Regions from separate parts of the Capra hircus genome. Here region 2 is linked to region 1. A link is a contact called in public Hi-C data. All regions are on one chromosome and are shown on one strand. The core of a region is the stretch at or near the end of the contact, and the rest is flanking DNA. Distances in the headings are between cores, read along the strand shown. Region 1 holds the start of PXDC1 (PX domain-containing protein 1). Region 2 has its middle 43 kb from the start of PRPF4B.

Region 1 (3,073 bases), core at 325-2,824:
GGAGACGCTCCCGAAGGTGCCCCTGGGCTGTGTTTACAGGACGGTGCCCGCCTGCTCAGCGGGGCAGGTAGTCCCGCTTGTAGGGTGGTGAGGGGGCCCAGCCTTCCAGCCTCAACTTCAGCCTCGGCTCCTTCTCCTCCAGCCTCCTCTCCGCGGCCCACGGGCTGGCCCTGGAGGCCGCGGAGAGGAAACGGGAAGCCACCCAGTCCCCGCGAGCCAGGAAAAGTCACAAGGCCTGGAGGAGGCGGCCCGGTTCATCAAACCCAAGGCGGACCCACCCCAGCGGCCCCTCCCCGGGAGAGACAGAGGCCGCGTGGCACCTCGCACTCGAGCTGTCGGCCACCCGGCCACCGGGGACAGGGGAAGCGGCCCCGCGGGGTAGGGGGTGCCGCCAGACAGGGCGCGTCCCCCGCGGGACGCTTTCCTTAACTCTCTCCAAGGCTCTCGCAGCCCCTCCGGCCACGGTCGCAGGGGCTGGCCGGTGGCTCGCCCGTCCCGCCTGCCTCGGCCAGCACGCAGTCTGCCGCCCGCCCGCCAGTGCTCTTCACGGTTCGGGGGCGGGCGGAGGTCTGAGGATCCCTGTCCCGTGCCGGGGGGCCGTAGGGCGGCGATCCCGGCTTAACAAGCGCCCCTGCAAGCCCGCCCTCGCACTTTACACGAACCCACTCCTGCCTCCCACACCTCGAGGCCCTCGGTCCCCGAGCCCCCCGACACCCCCAGTCCCCCAGTCCCCCAGGCCGGGCCCGCGCCCACCTTGGCGCAGCGGCGCGCGCGCCAGCTCCGGCCGGTCCTCCGGGAAGGCGTCGCGGAGGCGCTGCCACAGGCGGCCCAGGTCGGCCAGGCTGCGGTGCAGATAGAGCACGCTGCGGTCCGACCACTCGGTGCGGATCTCGAAGAACTCCTCCTCGTCGCCGCGCCGGCTGACGACAAGCCGGCGGATGCCGTTCACCCAGCAGCCGCGCACGAACATGTTCACGAGCGACGTGCCCTCAAACACCGCCGAGGCCATGCCGCGGGCCGCGCATCCCCGGCCGGCAGGGGCACGCCCGCCCGGGCCGGAGTCCACCCGCGGCCGGGGTCCGCGCTGGGTCCGTCCGGGGCCGGGAGCTGTCTGCAGCCGGGATCTATTCCGGGCCAAGGTCTGTCCGGGGTCCTCCTGCGGCCGGAGTCTATCAGGGGCCGGGGTCCGTCCGAGGTCTCTCCAGAGTCGGAGCGATCCGGGATCTGTCCGGGGTCCGTCCGGGGCCGGGAGCCGTCTGCAGCCGGGATCTATCCCGGGTCGGGGTCCGTCTGAGGTCTGTCCAGAGCTGGAGCGATCCGGGGTTTCTCCGGGGTCCGGGTTCGCCCGAGTCCGGGGACGGGCCGAGGTCCTCCGTTAACCTGTCCGGAGGCCGGCTCGGTAGGGGCCCGCCCGGGGCCGGGGGCCGCGCGCTCTCGGGGGTGGCGCGGCCACAGGCTTATAAGGCGCTTCCCATCGCGGGCGGCGCGGTCCCGACGTCGAGGCCTAGGGCGCCTCCACCGTCCCCGCCTCCGGGCGGAGGGGTGGCCTGGCCGCCGCGCCCCGCGCCGCCTCCGGAGCCCGCGCCGCTGGGGCCGCGGGTCCCCAGGCCGCGGGGCGGAGCGGAAACCCGAGCGCCGGCCCCGCCTCCGCGCCCCGCCCGCCCGCCAGCCCCCTCCCCCGGCCCTAGCCGCCGGCCCGGCCCGGAAGAGCCTGGGCCGGGCCCCGGGTGGCCACTGTTCTCGTCTCGTTTCTCGATCTTGGGAAACTCTCGGGTCAGGGGCCTACGCGCCCGACCCGACCTGCGGGAGTGGAAGCTGAACTTACGCGCGGCGGGGCGCACCGCTCCGGGGACCCGGCGCCGGGACTGTCTGCGGGTTCCCGCCGCCCGCACGTCCTCCCCGGGCCGGGCCCGAGGCCGGAGCCGCCCGCCCCGCGTCCCCCGCGCATTCCAGCCGCGCCACTGCCCGGACGCGGCAGGGGACAGACGACGCGGCGGGCCCGCGCCGGCCCCCAGGGCCCCCACCCCCGGAAGGAGAGGGAACCGCTGCTCAGAAGCGGGCCGGGCCAGCGGTGGGAGAGGGCCCCAGGGAAGAGCGTCCCCGCCTGCGCGGGGCGCGTGCTGAGCCGAGGGGTTTCGAGAGTGGCCCCGGGGCAGCTGCCGGGGGGAGAACCGGGGGTCGCAGCCGCTCGCTCCGCAGGATGGTCCTCACTGGGAGGTAACTTCAAGCCGGGTAACTTCAAGCCAGAGTTCAAGACTCGGAAGTTAGTTCAGGCGTTGGAACTCGATTGCAGAGTGTCTTGGGCGACCTCACGTCGCCCGAGGCGGGGTGGACAGACCCAGGGCGAGGCCCTTCAGCGCTTTGCACTTCTAGAAAGTCTAAAGAAGCTCGGCAGAAACTGTGGGCCCCGAAGGCCGGTTGTCGGTCACGTGATGCAACTTGTCCGAGGGGTGTGTCCCCCACACCCCCAACACACTCCCAGCACACCTTACACGCAGTCAGGACTCCAGGTTTTGCTCAGCGGCTCCAGTGACTCGCCCAGATCAGATCGTCAGCTTTCGTCCAGGTTTTCATCCAAGTTTATCTTCACCTCCTGTTTGTCTTGTGAGCTGAGAAGAGAAGGTGTTTTCCACAGGCTGGCAACCCCCTAAAGTGGCAGCAGCCCGTCTGTGCTGGTGACTGAGGGGCTGACCATGGGGTCTGCAAGAGGTACCAGAGGGTGGAGGTGGGAGGCTGGGCCGAGTATCCCCCGCCCCCCCACCACAAAGCCCCACTGAGGCCTCCCGCCTCTGTGCCCTTTCCCGCTCTGCGGCTGGGCCGGGCAGCCTCTCTGCCACCAGAGCGCAGGAGCTTTTAGGAAGTCAAGTCACCCAGTCACAGCCGACTCTTTGCAGCTTCTCTAGCCAAGAGTACTGGAGTGGGGTGCCATTTCTTTCTCCACGGGATCTTCCAGACCCAGGCATTGAACCTGGGTCTCCCACATTGCGGGCAGACTCTTTACCCTCTGAGCCACCAGGGACGCCCAGGAGCTTTTATGCATCCAGCCAAATCTTTCCTGGGAGCAATCAGGTCT
Region 2 (3,045 bases), core at 75-2,574, 61 kb after region 1:
CCTTCAAATTAGGCTTTCTCTCTGGCGGAAGCCTGTCCTGGGCGTTCTTTGTGGTAATTTAGATGTCTATGTGTATATCCGGGGAAAGACGCCTAGAACCCTTTGCTCCCTTGCCCATTTTTTGAGGGAGTTTAGTCTACTAGCCCAAATGTGGGATGTCTTAGGAGGTAGAAAAGCCACCTTTCAGATCAAGCAACGGTGAGGTTGACTTTCTCCCTCGAACCATGCAGTTCAGTTCAATCGCTCAGTTGTATCCGACTCTTTGCAACCCCATGGACTGCAGCACGCCAGGCTACCCTGTCCATCACCAACTCCCAGAGCTTACTCAGACTCATGTCCATCGAGTCGGTGATGCCATCCAACCGTCTCATCCTCGAACTATTAGGACATGACTTGTCGTGGCGCCTACCTGAGGCACCTCTTTCCCCAAATCGCAGACAGAGTTTCTGGAAGCTCATAGCTTCCAGAGTTTCTGCCTCCCTCATAGCTGTGAAACGGGAAGCCTTGTGCACTCAGCTGATATCATTTCAGTTTGGGGGTGGGAAGTAAGAGGGAGGAAACTTTTTAAAAGTTATGAAACGACTCCTGCACCCCACCCAGCTCCCTCGTGCACCTGCAATATTATTTGTTTTTTTAAGAGGATTAAGACCCATCCCCAACCAGACCTATCCATTCCTCCTTTGCTTTTTCCAAGAGCCCATTAGAACACAGGCCAAACCTTGGTCCCAGTCCGTATGCCAAAGACGGAACCCTTCCCTGCTCAGAAACAGCATCCCTCTTTCTTCCCTGTTGGTAACGAAGTGAGCTGCAAACTTCTCATTGTTAACATCCCTCCTTCTCCTCCTCACTTCAGCCACCTTTACTGCCTCTAAATCCTAGATGCCAGCCTTTGAGTAAAAGTCACTCCTTTTAAGGTCCTTTGCGCCACATTGGGCTCCCATCAGACCAGCATACCCTGCTCATGGGACCTTTGTGTGGCTTTGAGCAAGTGTGCCCAATGAGGCAATCGGTGGGTTGTTTCCAGGTTTTTATCTGGTGAGATAAGGGGACACGGATCAATTCCTCCCATGTCTCTATGGCTGCCTAGGAACCAGGGGCCCGGGACTGGCTTGGAAAGCCTGTGCAAAGCAGTATCTTCCCCAGAAAGGACATTCTGACCTGATGGGCCGCTCAGGGAGACTTGTCCTCTCTCTTGCCACCGGGGGACTGGGCGGTGGGGTCAGCGCTGGGGTCTGAGTGCCCGACGGGGATGGGCTGAGCAGACTGTTTGCAGGGGGGGCAGGGGCCCCGAGACCCTGCCTTGTGCACACAGGACCCCGTCTGGGGCTTGGAGTGGCTGACCCTGTGTCCTGTCGGGGTTCCCAGGAATTCCTTCCTGGGAACAGTGACCCCAGGAGCCCACACTTTCCTCACGACACTGGCCAGTCTTTGTCATCTCCTCCGAGTCTCTGGCACAGCTACACCCCGGGGTTCCACCAGCCACCAGTCCACAACCTCGGGTTTCAGATATGCAAACATTTAACCAGCAGATTAGGGGGTTCTGGTTTGACGTGTTAGTTTAGTCTTGTCTTCTTAAGGAAGTTAGGATTTTCAAGACAGCGCGTTCCTAAGTGTATCACCCACACAAGGTCACGGATAAAGCCTGTAGGATATAAGGTGATTTAGTCCAAGATAAACACTTTGAACTTCCAAACCCACTTTGTCTTCACACAATCATTTCAGCCTCCTTGCCAAAGAGTTCGTGGATAAGATGGATCATTCTGAACTGTGCTTCTGAGTGGAGATTCAAATCTCCTCATTCACACTGAAAAGTCTAAATACACCACGACTAATCTCAATTTCTATTGTAAGCGGCTATCGAAAAAAGAAAAAGGAAGTGAGATCAAAGTTTAAAAATGTTCAGGACAAAAAAGTGTGTGTTTGCAGCCTGTCTTTTTCCTTCAGGGTGTATATGATTTCACAGCAGAAGAATTTCTGCTGCAAGTCAGACTCAGTCCAGCCTTTGGAAACAGCGCCGACAGAGCTCTGGGGAGGAGGTCTCTCACCTACGAGGCCAGCCTTGAAGGATGAGCTGGCGGTTCTCAGACTCTTAGACCCGGTGACCATGAGTCCTGAGAGCACCTCCCAACCGTGAAGCCCCGCTAACCCCCACCCAAGACGTTCAGCTCAGTCGACCTCCAGGCGATTCTATTGCAAACAAGTCCTCTGTGGGGGAAAAGTCACTCCTAGCCCTACTGGTGGCAAGATGACCACTCTCAAGGCTTAATGCTGGGCTAACGAACCTCCAGGATAACCGTCAGTATCCTTGCCTCCCAGTAACCGCATCCTCGTGAGGTCCCTCCCATGAGAAATCAGGGCTGGGCCTGCATGACCCACAGAATATGCTGAAGCATAATGTACGCTTCATGATATATGAAGACAGTGTGGGACTTTCCAGGCCAGGCCGTGAAAGACATTGAAGCTTCCACCTACAACCCAGATTTCACAACAGCGGCACTGTGGCCACTTTGGACCAGCTAACTCTTCACTGTGGGGGCTGCTCTGTGCATTGCAAGGTGTTTAGTAGCATCCCTGGCCTCTACCCATTAGACAGCAGCAGCCTCTCCTGCTTGGCTGTAAAAATCAGAAGTGTCTCCAGGCACTGCTGAGCTGGCCCAAGTTGAAGACCTCTGACCTGGACTCAACTTGCTAGCTCTGGGGACAACAGGTCACCGGATATTGCGAGAGCGCTGCGGACAGGAACACATGGGGAGGAGCTGAGAGCCCCAGCTGACAGCTGATTCCATCTTGCCATCCCCTGGGGAAAGCCACCTGGAGAGGGACCAAGACACCAGAAGGCGGGGGGAGCTGGCCAAAAATTGATGGCTAACTCCACGGGAGCCAGAACCATCCAGGTGCACCACTCCCAAATTTCTGACACATAGAAACCAAGAGAGATAACAGATAATGATTACGTTGTCAAAGCCACTGGGTTTGGCGGCGACTTGCCTAGTTGGTTTGTTCAGCAATTGTTCTTGAGGTCTGAGAACCGGCTGCATGTAGAGC

What was found. Hi-C and Micro-C count contacts between places; a contact is called where the count stands out from the background.
Region 2: a contact with region 1 is called in a Hi-C map of blood, with 2.7 times the contacts expected there. The contact joins the enhancer-like site here to the promoter of PXDC1 in region 1. A contact is called at or near these places in 3 of 5 Hi-C or Micro-C datasets (all in blood).

What each region holds. Positions count from the first base shown.
Region 1 is chr23:15,453,310-15,456,382 of ARS1.2, forward strand. PXDC1 (PX domain-containing protein 1) reads right to left here and starts at 1,575. Exons shown (of 5, transcript XM_013974193.2): 1 at 754-1,575. The coding sequence starts at 1,009. LOC102172019 (translation initiation factor IF-2-like) reads left to right here and starts at 1,008. Exons shown (of 3, transcript XM_018038505.1): 1 at 1,008-1,139; 2 at 1,689-3,073. The coding sequence starts at 1,008. The coding sequence ends at 2,651.
Region 2 is chr23:15,514,212-15,517,256 of ARS1.2, forward strand. No RefSeq gene overlaps it. Among named protein-coding and RNA genes, the nearest start is that of PRPF4B, 43 kb to the right of the region's middle. Within about 2 kb of position 1,325, at least 2 of the 5 cell types and tissues checked have an H3K27ac peak or open chromatin away from gene starts, as enhancers often do.